2 separate regions of the Sus scrofa genome follow, and region 1 is linked to region 2. A link is a contact called in public HiChIP or PLAC-seq data. All regions are on one chromosome and are shown on one strand. Each heading gives the region's core, a stretch centred on a gene start, on an enhancer-like site or on the middle of the called end of the contact. The rest is flanking DNA. Distances are from core to core; before and after follow the strand shown.

Evidence for each region. HiChIP or PLAC-seq counts read pairs in DNA pulled down with a chosen protein or histone mark.
Region 1: an H3K27ac HiChIP or PLAC-seq map of skeletal muscle shows a contact between it and region 2. The contact joins the promoter of PSD2 here to the enhancer-like site in region 2. A contact is called at or near these places in 1 of 5 promoter capture datasets (liver), 6 of 47 Hi-C or Micro-C datasets (brain, epiblast stem cells, liver and 3 more) and 1 of 2 datasets of contacts at active chromatin or transcription factors (skeletal muscle).

What each region holds. Positions count from the first base shown.
Region 1 is chr2:141,590,416-141,596,151 of Sscrofa11.1, forward strand. It overlaps PSD2 (PH and SEC7 domain-containing protein 2), which reads left to right and starts at 1,309. Exons shown (of 19, transcript XM_021084878.1): 1 at 1,309-2,186; 2 at 2,303-2,514; 3 at 5,533-5,604.
Region 2 is chr2:141,490,278-141,496,460 of Sscrofa11.1, forward strand. The region is part of intron 1 of CXXC5 (CXXC-type zinc finger protein 5); the gene reads left to right. Among named protein-coding and RNA genes, the nearest start is that of CXXC5, 12 kb to the left of the region's middle. Within about 2 kb of position 1,499, at least 31 of the 83 cell types and tissues checked have an H3K27ac peak or open chromatin away from gene starts, as enhancers often do. A contact at or near this core is called in retroperitoneal adipose tissue, skeletal muscle and subcutaneous adipose tissue, where this site is marked.

The DNA.
Region 1 (5,736 bases), core at 59-2,558, 100 kb after region 2:
GCCTACACCAGAGCCACAGCAACACAGGATCCGAGCCGAGTCTGCAACCTACACCACAGCTCAGGGCAACACCGGATCCTTAACCTACCGAGCAAGGCCAGGGATCAAACCTGCAACCTCATGGTTCCTAGTTGGATTCATTAACCACTGAGCCACAACGGGAACTCCCAGAACTCTTTTCATTTTGCAAACCTGAAACTCTGTACCCATTAAACTATAGCGCCCCCTTCTGTACCCCCCAGCCCCTGACGACCACCATTTTACTTTTTGTCTCTATGAATCTGACCACTCTGCAGAGCTCACTTAAGTGGAATCATGCAGTATTTGTCATCTTGTAACTGGCTTATGTCACCTAGGATGATGTCCTTGAGGTTCATCCATGCTGTAGCATGTGTCAGAATTCCCTTCTTCTTTTTTTTTTTTTTTTTTTTTTTTTGTCTTTTTAGGGCTGCACCTGTGGCATGTGGAGGTTCCCAGGCTAGGGATCAAATCGAGCTACAGATGCCGGCCTCGGGAACAGCCACATCAACGCCAGATCTAAGCTATGTGTGTGGCCTACACCACAGCTCACGGCAACACTGGATCCTTAACCCACTGAGCGAGCCCAGGGATCGAACCTGCATTCCTATGGATACTAGTCAGATTTGTTTCTGCTGAGCCAAGACGGGAACTCCAGAATTCCCTTCCTTTTGAAGGACAGTCATGTTGCACTGTGTCTGTGCACCACATTTTATGTCTCCATTCATCCGTTGATGGACACGTGGGTTGCTTCCACCTCTTGGCTCTTGTGAGTCGTGCTGCTATGAACATGGGTGTACAAATATCGTTTCGAGACCTGCTTTTCTGTTCTTTAGTGTATATCCCCAGAAGTGGAATTGTTGGATTATACATTCATTCTATTTTTAATTTTGGGGGGGCGATCGTTTCCTACGGTGGCTGCACCCTTTGACATTCCCACTAATCATGCGCCAGTGTTCCAATTTCTTTGTATCCTCACCAACACTTATTTCCTGCCTTTTTTAAAGTAGTCATTCTAATGGATGGGAGGTGGAATCTCGCCGTGGTTTTGATGTGTGTTTCTCTAATGAAGAGGATACACATTTTGAAGGAACCACGCTTGGAGAGAACGGAGGTCAGGGGCCTCTTAGCTCTGGTGGTCCAGAAGGTATTTCAATGGGGCCTTTGGAGTTCCCATCATGGCTCAGCAGAGACGAATCTGACAAGCGTCCATGAGGATGCAGGTTTGATCCCCGACCTTGCTCAGTGGGTTAAGGATCCAGCGTTGCTGTGGCTCTGGTGTAGGCCAGTGGTTACAGCTCTAATTCGACCCCTAGCCTGGGAACCTCCATATGCTGTGGGTGTGGCCCTAAAAAGACAAAAATAAAATAAACTGGGCCTAAAAGACAGGGAGGAGGCAGGCACTGGAGGACCTGGGGGAAGAACACTTCCCGAAGAGGAAACAGAAGCGCGAGGGGCCTGAAGCCATGTGTTTGCTGGAGAAATAGTGAGTAATGGGCGAGGGCATGGGGGTGGGAGATGAGGTCTGAGGGGCGGGCTAGGTGATCCGAGGCTTTAGGCGTGGAAAGGAATTTGTATTTGCAGTTTACAGTAAGCACTGGTTTCCTTAGGTGTGGGCGGGAGAGGGGTGGAGGGGAACACGGCACAGGAGGGACAGAGGGAAAATGGGGCTGACTGGGCAGTGATGGCGCTGTGCGTGACAGGGACAGGTGCACACATGGGCACTTGGTGCTTTCGGGTGTGTGTGCCTGTGTGTGTGCACCTGGCGGCCTGGGCGTGTGGGTGCTTGTGTGTGTGTGTGTCTGGCCACTCCCAGAGGCCCCCGTTCCATAGGTGATCGTCTCTCTCAAGTGCATCCTGTGCCCACCTCCCTGCTTCCGCATGGCCGCCCCAGCCAGCAGGGTGCAGTGCTGCTTCCGCGGCTCCTGCCAGCAGCCTGGAAAGCAGCAAGAAGGATCCGGAGCCATACGTAAGAGTTGAGGCTGGTCTCCGAGAATGATGAAGTCTTTGAGGGTTTGGAGACGACGGCTTGCCCGCCCGAGGCCAGGAGATGGATGACGCGGCGCCTCACCTTTGCAATGGACGCGGGGGCCAAGGACTGGGTAACCCGGGCGGGCTGATGCAGTACCGAGAAAGGCCGCACGGGGGCAGCCGAGGACCCTGAGGAGGTGAAGGGGAGGGAGGAAGCGGTGGGAGAGGAAGGCGGGGCTGGAGGGGTGGGACCGAGGGGCGGGCAGATCTGGGGGCGAACTCTGCGGGGCTCTGTGTTTGTTTCTGCCTCCAGCGACTGTGCGTGTGAGAATAAAAGAAAGCCACGAGCTCATCACCATCCCGGTGGAGTCTCATTTTATCCTCAGCCACATCCTCACAGGCTCAGAGAAGTGCAGCCGCTTGCCCAAGGTCACTCAGCAGGGCGTTTAGACCAGGCCTGCTTGACCTTCGCCTGTGCTCTAACTACTGCCTGCCGTGAATGACGCCCTCTGCAGATGAGTGCTGGTTTGTTGATCTGTCTCTTGGCGCTCCCTGGCCCCCACCATTCCTACTTCATCAGAGCAGGCTCCCTCTTGGGCAGGACCACGACAGCCTGGGGAGGGAGGCTAGGACTTCCGACCCCTCCCTGAGGTCCTCCCTTTGGGAGGAGGGGGTTCGGGACTCTGGGGTGAGCTCAGATGTATTCCCATCATCACGGGAATAACAAGGTGTAGTAACATCAACCCTTGTTCTGACTTTCCTCTTGGCTGAGGGCTGCGGCCTGAGCCCCTGGCCTGCCTCTGGAGCCCCGGCTCTCCCTGCTGAATCTCAACTGAGCATCAGGCCCAAGTCTCAAGGACTGTAAATGGGATACCACCAGAGTCCGCCCCATCTATTTCTTTTCTTTTCAGAGCCGTACCTGCAGCATATGGAAGTTCTCAGACTAGGGGTCGAATCGGAGCCCATCTGCAACCTACACTGAAGCTTGAGGCAACACCAGATCCTAACCCACTGGGCAAGGCCAGGGATCAAACCCTCATCCTCATGGCTACTAGTTGGTTTTGTTTTTGTTTTTTTTTTTTTTTTTTTTGTCTTTTTGCCTTTTCTTGGGCCGCTCCAGCGGCATATGGAGGTTCCCAGGCTAGGGGTCGAATCGGAGCTGTAGCCACCAGCCTACGCCAGAGCCACAGCAACGCAGGATCCGAGCCATGTCTGCGACCTACACCACAGCTCATGGCAACGCTGGATCGTTAACCCACTGAGCAAGGGCAGGGATCGAACCCGCAACCTCATGGTTCCTAGTCGGATTCGTTAACCACTGCGCCACGACGGGAACTCCTACTAGTTGGTTTTTAACCCACTGAGCTGCAAGGGGAGCTCCGGTGGTTTGGCCATCTTTGCAGAAAAAGTACATGGATAGTTTTAGCTGAGACCACTGAACAGAGGGGGCAGACTGAGGCCCAGAGGGAAACAGAAAGGCATCCAAGGTCATGCAGCGATGCAGGGGCTGTGGCCCTATGCACTTTCATTGGAAAGGGCTAGAAATCTCCTCTCTAACCCTCCTGCCAGCTACCCATCTTGCTTGCACACCTCATGTGACAGGGAGCTCACTGCCTTAAAAGGCAGCCTGTTCCATGGTAGGACAGTTCCTTTTAGTGACACCAGACTGGCTTTCTTGTGCTGTCTCCTGGTTCCCCTTCCACCCCGTGGAGCACCAGCACCCACCTCTGTGTGCTGCATGCATGCCCCAGCCGGCTCTAGCGAGGTCTGTGCCCTGTCACCGCTATGCCAGCCTTCTCTCCAGCTTACAGGTCCCAGACCCCCAGAAGTAACCTTTCCGGCCCTCCATCTCCACCGCGTAACCTCTGGGTGGGAATGGGCTCTTCTCTGGTGACTACCTTTTTCTCGGTCCAAAACATGTGTTTGTGATGGGAAGTTAGAAAATGCACACCAGGAAAAACTATCCCCCATCCCACGCCTCGAAGACAAGCTCTGCCAGCTCCCCAGGACTTTCCCTCCAGACGGATGCCAGTGTGTGTGTTGGTACAGTCGGGGGGAGTAAACATTTTGCACACACAGAAAAGTTGAACAAAGTCTACCCATGTAGCCACTGCCCAGATCTGACAGTTTATATTTGCTCTCTCATCATCCGAGCATCTCCCCTCCCTCCATCTGTTCATCTGTGTTTTTTTTTTTGTTTTTTTCCCTGTGCCTGTGGCATATGGAAGTTCCCAGGCCAGGGGTTCAACCCACGCCACAGCAGTGACCTAAGCCTGGGTCCTTAAATTGCTGTGCCACCAGGGAACTGCAGTTATCCCCATTTCAGAGCTGAGGAAATTGAGGCACTGAGAGCTTAAGTTACCTGCCCACATTGACCCAGTCACACCTGGGCTGGGAATTGGGTCTAGGCGTCGTGGTCTTTTTTTTTTTGGGGGGGTGTCTTTTTGCCTTTCTTGAGCTGCTCCTGCGGCATAGGTTCCTAGGCTAGGGGTCTAATTGGAGCTGTAGCCACCGGCCTACGTCACAGGCACAGCAACGCGGGATCCAAGCCTCATCTGTGACCCACACCACAGCTCAGGGCTATGCTGGATCCTTTACCCACCAAGCAAAGCCAGGGATTGAACCCACAACCTCATGGTTCCTAGTTGGATTCGTTAACCACTGCGCCACAATGGGAACTCCAAGGCATCATGGTCTTGACCACTCCCTCTGTTGCCTCTTTTTGGGTCTTTGTTCTTTTTTGTTTGTTTTTGTCTTTTTAGGGCTGCACCCGGGGCATGTGGAGGTTCCCAGGCTGGGGGTCCAATCAGAGCTGTAGCCGCTGGCTTACACCACAGCCACAGCCAGGCGGGATCCGAGCTGCGTCTGCGACCTACACCACAGCTCACGGCAACACCGGATCCTTAACCCACTGAGCCGGTAGGGATGAACCTGCGTCCTCAAGGCTGCGAGTCGGATTGTTTCCACTGCGCCATGATGGGAACTCCTCTTTTTGGCTTTGGATGTTGTCTGCCTCCGTCTCCCAGCTTCTTCAAGCATGCTGGGTATGCTTCTAGGTCTTTTTTTTTTTTTTTTTTTTTTTTTCTTTTTGCTATTTCTTTGGGCTGCTCCCGCGGCATATGGAGGTTCCCAGGCTAGGGGTCGAATAGGAGCTGTAGCCACCAGCCTAAACCAGAGCCACAGCAACGCGGGATCCGAGCCTGTCTGCAACCTACACCACAGCTCACGGCAACACGGATCGTTAACCCACTGAGCAAGGGCAGGGATCGAACCCGCAACCTCATGTTCCTAGTTGGATTCATTAACCACTGGCCACACGGGAACTCCTGCTTCTAGGTCTTTATCCAGGTTATTGATTCCAAAAAACTCCCCCAAACCTATGGACCAAATAAGTCCAAGGCCAAGGACGGCGCGTGGCGGCTCGCCTCTCAAGACCTGCTCTCCCAGGTTTTGCTGGTCCCTTCATCTCCTGGACCCTTGGGTTGTACCCACCTCTTGGCTCTGGTGAATGATGCTCCTATCAAGCTTGTTAACTGTTATCAGGTTCTGCCGGCCCTTCCCACCGCGCTGACTCTCATCAAGGTCTCGGTGACGTCCACGTCGTTAGGGCTCAAGGTCAGTTTTCAGTTCTCATGTCACGTGAACCATCAGGCGTGTTTGACACCGTCCATCTCTTTCCTCCTTGAAGTGGTTGCTTCCCTTGGTGACGGGACCCCACATGCTCCCGCTTTTCCTCTACCTTTCCAG
Region 2 (6,183 bases), core at 249-2,748:
CAATGGGGAGAGGAGACTCTACCCCGCAGTCTAGCGTCACAAAGACAGTACAGTTGGGATTCTTCTCGAGGCCACCGTTACGCTGTGGGAGAGTGGGGCCAGCGGCCCTGACCAGCCGGCTGGGTGTCTGGACCCAGAGCCCTGAGAAGTTCTGCTTGGGGCCACCCCAGTGCCTCCAGGAGCCTGGGTTCCTGGGGCAGAAAGTGTGGCTGGCGAGTGGGAATTGATAGAGAAGGGCCCCCTGCAGTCAGAGTCTCCTTCCGGCAGAGCCTGGATGGGGGGCTGGCCTCGGCATACCCATCTGCAAAGTGGGGAGTGTCGCGCCATGAGGTCATCCATTCATTGTCTGCTCTGTGCTGGGGTGTGTGCCGGGCACTGGGGGTGCTGAGGCCAGTGGGGAGGGGAGGGGGTGCTTGGCTTCGGGGCGGGGAGTGTGATTTGGCCCAAGGGGTGACTCTGGGAGAAGGAATGAGGGTGGGGGTGGCAGATAAGGAGCCGGCCAGCGAGGCCGTGTCCAGCGGAAAATCCCAGCTGTTCTCAGGAAGCGTTTCCTCCACTGGTCTCCTGGGAGGGAGGCGAGGCGAGCAGGAAAGCGGGGAGCCGGGGGCAGACGAGGCCCCCCAGCCGGTCCGAGTGGCCACGTCCCCAGCCCGGGTGGCAGCCCGGTGGGTGTGCCCCTCACCCGGCAGGAGGGCCGGGACGCACCCCCACGCTCGGGGCCGGGCCACAGTCCAGATTTCAGAGCCCTCCCCAGGGGCCTGGCGGTGCCCTCCGCCCCGTCCTGGGCTGCCGCCGCCGCGGGGGTGGCAGATGCTGTTTCATCGGCCGAGGCGAGTGGGAGGCCTCCGGAAGGTCCTCCTGGGAGGTTCCGGGGGGCAGCGGGGGCGTCAGCAGCTGCCACCCCACCAGGGCCAGCTCGGGTGGCCTCCCGGGTCGGCCTCCCGGCTCCCTCGGTCCCCCAGGCCAGGCTGACGCTTTGGCATTGCGACTGGTTCCTCCTGCCTTCGCTTCCCGCCCCCACCCCCCCGCTGCCCACCAAGCGTCTTGGCTCTGGCCCCCCTCCCGTCCCTGGCTGCGTCTGCAGAGCCCCCCGGGGAAGGCAGGGGAGGAGGCGAAGCGGGCTCAGAACAGCGGGTGCCCGCGCAGCCAAGTATTTGCGCGAGCTGTCAGAGACAGACAGGCATGTGGGGAATTTGGTGCGTGTGAGGCTGGGGGAGCAGCCGGGTGGGCAGGCAGCAGGCAGGAGGGGGAGCTGGGGCTGCCTCCCCCGCCTGTTGAGCCCTGCGGAGACCACCATTCTCCCCAGCCCGGGGCCAGAAGGTGCATCCGGCACCTTCTTCCTGCCCCCCCCGCCCCCCCGCCAGCACCAGTGAAGTGGGGGGAGTGGGGCTGGGACCCTGGCTGCTGGCGGTGCCGACACTGGGGAAGGGGTGCCCTGCAGAGGGCCAGAGCCACGGAGAGGCTGGCTGGTGGAGTGTGGAGCCAGGCAGGAACCCGGGTTGTGCCCAACCGTGGCCTCCAGGAAATAGCAGCTGTCATGCTTCTGCGTCTCCCCCCGCCCCAAGCCTGGCACCACTTGTTTCCTGGCCAGGGTCCGGCTGGGGCAGATTGGAGGAGCCTGGTATTGCCCAGCCTGGGCAAGGGACAGGCAGGGTGCAGGGGGCCATGTTTATGAGCTTACAAGTACTTGGGGTGCTGGGGAGGGGGTCCCCCAGCCATTCTTTTGCTGAAACAGGTTGGAGTCATTCTGGAGGAGGGGACCTCACCTGCCTCCTTGGACAAAGACCCCTGTTTAGTCACCTTCATCTTCTCTCTGGTGCCTGTGAGGCAGGTCAGGGCCTGGAGCCGAGTCATTCTTGATGTCTCATACCTGAGAGCCCAGAGACGGGGAGACACTGGCCCAGGGTCACACAGTGGGCTCCCCAGCCTTCTCCCTACCCTCCTGTGGGTGGGGTCAGTGGGAAGAGGTGACCATGGGGGGTTTGCTGGGGTGGGGGGGCTATATTTAGTCAGTCCTGCAGAGCCAGGGGGCCCCTGGGAGCAGCTGTTGGTGGGGGGGCAGACAGAGGCCTAGAGCTGCATTTAGTCTGGACAGAAATATCCTCCCCCCACCCACCCACCCACCCACCCACTGGCTGGGCGGCCAGGCTGCGGGCTTGTCCCCTGAGGGGCAGCTTGCCTGGGCCTGGCGGCCGGCGGGACAGGCAAGATGACCCGATAGGCTTTTCCCAGCTCAGGTTTCGATGAAACAGGAACCGGAGCCGCAGCCTGGGCCGTGGGGGCCAGGACAGCCAGAGCCTGGGGGGGCCAGGGCCGCCCCCCCCCCCAGGGTGCAGCCTCCCTTTCTCAGAGGCCTGGGGAAGCAGCAGGTTATTTATCAAGCCGGCCTCCCCGCCGCGTCTGCCTGCGCCTCCCCCCCCAGCCCGGCGCTGGCGGCCCTGAGCCCAGCAGAGCCGGGTGAGCTGGGCGGGCTGGCGGCGGCGGGATGAGCTCAGGAGACGTGAGTCACCCCATCCCCAGCAGCCCCGCGAGGCCCCGCGGCCTGGCAGGCGGCGCGTACGCACGCACGCCCCACGCGGCACCCCCGGGGGCACAGGCTGGGGACAGACCGCCCCCTGGCACACATCATGCCACACGACCCCGCACACACAGCGGACACACGCAGGCCGGGCTGGGTCCCCTTCGCTGTGGATACACAGCCCCAGCCTCTGACGCACACACATACACACACATGGGCACACACATGGGCAGATGGACAAGCACAGTCACACATGGGCGTGCTGTGCCCTTGGGAGCCCGCACACGGCTCCAGGGAGGCAGTTGCATGTCTGCTGTCACAGGCTCTGGCAGTCGCCCTCCGGTCCCAGCACGCACCCAGATAGAGCTGGGCCGGGAGCAGTGACCCCACACAGCCGGGCACACACTCGCCCACTTGCAGCACGGTTGGGGCCCCACTCGCCCAGATGCCTCCCTGTGTAGGCGCCCACCGAGACGGCCCAGCCCTGGGTCGTGTAGTCAGCTGAATTCTGCAAGGTGGGCACGGGAAGGGAGCCACTTGCCCATCCCTCAGGCTGGCTTGGCCCTCTCGGCAAGGAGGCCCACGTCTCTGGCTCGGAAGAGTTAACCCCCATTGCCCTGCGGTGTGGGGGTCGCTGGCCCAGGCAGAGCCAGTTGGAGGTCTGTGGGGGAGGGATGCAGAGGAGCCGGGAGGAGGAGAGGCTGGAGAAGGAAAGCCATGGAGAATTGATTTTCCTGGGAGCGCCAAGTGGCCAGCTGCTCCCCCAACTCAGGAGGCCGGGTCCTTGGGAGACTGGGGGTGCCAGAGGCTCAGGAGAAATGAGACTGCTTTCATCTGGTGGGCTGCGCCCTAGGAGTCTGTCTGCTCGCCCTCCCTGCTCATCCTGGCACCCGCTTTCCTCTGTCCTCTCGGTGTCCAAGCCCCTTGTCACCACCCTCCTGCCTTGCAACCAGCACCCTGGGACTTAGAACTCAGACTTAGCTCCTGGCCTGCAGGATGGGGACAAAGCGGCCGAGAACAAGGAAGGACTAGGCTGCTGGGTTTAGAGGGAGGCCCGCGGGGAGCCTCCATGCTCCTGCTGCCTGTTGGGGAGGGGGCCTGCCTTCCCTGGAGCGGGGTGTATCTATTTTTCACACTGAGAAATACACCGTTTTGCAGATTGGAGAGCTGAGTTTAATGGGGATGCTTCGCGGCCATGAAGAGCTTTGGATGTCACCAAACACTCAGACTGCTGATCAGTCTGGGCCCATAAGACTGAGACAGCCTAGCAGGGGTCAAGGGGCAGGTGGCTGTAAGGACTCAGGTCCAGGCTGGCTTCCATCTCCTGGCCACACACGCCTCCCCCATAAAGCACTGGACAGAGGTCTGGGAGAGGAGAAGGGGCCTAGGCATCCGAGGCAATCAAAGAGCAGGGGCCGGTCAGGAGGACCGAATATCCCCTGAGCCACGCGCTCCGGAGTGGAACAGACCTGGGCTCCAAACCCGGCTTGGCCCCTGCCTGCTGTGTAATCATGGCCCAGTAGGCCAACCCCTCTGACCTCAGTTTTGCTACCTGTTAAAATGGGTGTGAGCATTTTCGCGGTGTCTTAAAGCTGCAAAACCTGCAGGAGATGGTGGGGTGTGGTTCTCACCGTGCCACAAGGGAGTCCAGCCCTCTCTCCCACCTGTCTGCTCCACCAAAGCTGGCATTTCCCTAGGAGTGGTACCCCAGAGCCAGGACTCTTTAATTACGCTATCTTGGGTTTAGCCTTCTCCAGGGCTGTGCCTGGATGGGAATGCGAGGTGTGGGGGTGAAGGGGCTGCCCTTGGGGCCACAGAGCGGGGGAGGGCTGGGACTGGAGCCAGGGCAGAGGAACCTGGGGTCCTTGGGTGGACATTCCTGGGGCTTCATAGTATGGGTGGAAACAGAGCCAACCATGGTTCCAGTACTTTCTCTGTCCCTTACCTTCCACCAGCAAGGCCACAAGTTGGAGCCAAGCAGGGACTTGTAGGTGGCAAATGTAGCTTTTGCAGGGCAGTGAGGACCTGGGTACGCGCCTACGGGGAAGAGCTTTTGGGACCTTGGGAGACCCAAAAAGTGCTGACACAGAGCCGGCAGGGCTGGGGGGCCAGGGAGGTAGGAGGAACGGCTGGCAGGAAGTCGAGGTGGGTTTTTCTGTGGCCAGAACAGGACAACCGAGTGTCACCCTCCTTGTAGCTTTCGGACCCCTGCTGTGTGCCTGCCTCCCCATGCTCTTGCAGTAAGAGGGCAGACCAGGGGCTGGGGAAACTGAGGCAGGAGGGATTGACTCAGACTCCAGGGCAAACAGGGCCAGCACCAGGGCCACAACCTAGGTTCCCCCACAGCCCTGGCCTGAGCGGCCCTTGACGCCCATTCTTGCGCTGGCCGATGATGACAGTGAGAATGACGAGGCAGCCCTGCTTGTCCTGAGCGCTGTGCATGCTGGCCTTGTGCTGAGACCCTCCCTTGTGTCCTCTCTAGGACCCTGGTGGGGCTGGGGCTGTCCTCGTGGGTAGGTCAAGCCACCCGTCCGAGGTCACCTAGGCGGGAGGCTGCAGAGCAGGAGAGAAACCCTGACTCCAAAACCCATCTTGGCCCCTGTCGTGGCCTGAACCCGTGCCTCTGGGGACTGACTCCTGACCCATCTCCCATGATCCCACCCAAGGACTAATGTTCCTAGTTGGCCCAGCCCGCTCCCCACCTATGACCAGCCCCATGACTGTCCTAGCCCCCCCCCCCCCATTATCTTGGACCCAAGAACCTTGGGACTGCTGCCCCTTTCAGCCTGGGGAGGATGAACCCTGTTGCCCTTGGCTTCTGCAGGGACATGGTTGCCTGGCCGTGGGGAGGAGTCGGGGTGCCCCGGGGAGCAGACGGAGGCACCTCAGACTCGCCGGGATCTCCTTGCAGACAGACAGGTTCTGGAAAAGTCAGTTGCTAGGCTTGTGAGAGCTGTTCATGGGCACCTGCCTCCCCACGTCCACCTTTCTGGGGACGCCTTTCCTCTCTGGGGAGCCCTGCGGAGAGTGAAGAAAGCACCCTTGAGCTGGGGGGTGGCTTCCTCTTCTCTGCACAGGGGCAGCCACAGCGACACCCCCACACCGCCCCGACCAGGATGCTACATGGCCCTGCCCAGGGCTCGCTAAAGGCTAAAGGCCACGGAGTCGGGTTTGTTTTGCTGGAGGTTGGTGCTGGCCTTAAATGGAGGAGCAGAATCTCTGGGTTTGGGGCCCTGTGTTGTGTGGCAGGTCACTTCCCCTTTCTGGTCTCCATTTCTGCATCTGTGAAATGACTGAGAGTCTGCCCTGCCCATGTTGTCTGAGGCAGAGCTAAGTCACAGCCAGACAGACACTCACAGGCCCAGAGCCCCCATAGACCTCAGGCCAGCACGGCTTCCGGGGGACTGGGGTGGGCTCTAGAGTTGGGCCAACCTGGATGTTAGTCTCATCTTCACCATCCACCGCTTGGGTGACGTTTGAGGCAGCTCTGAGCCTCAGTGTTCTCATCTGTGCAATGGGCAGAGCAACCTCTTCGGGCTGCTGTGAGAATGAGACAGGACGGTGTGTGGCACAGGTTTGACCAGTGGGGCCCCCCCACCGGCCCACCGCCAGCTGTCTTCCTGGTCACTGGCCTCCCCCCTCAACTTTGGTCTCAGGGCTTCTGG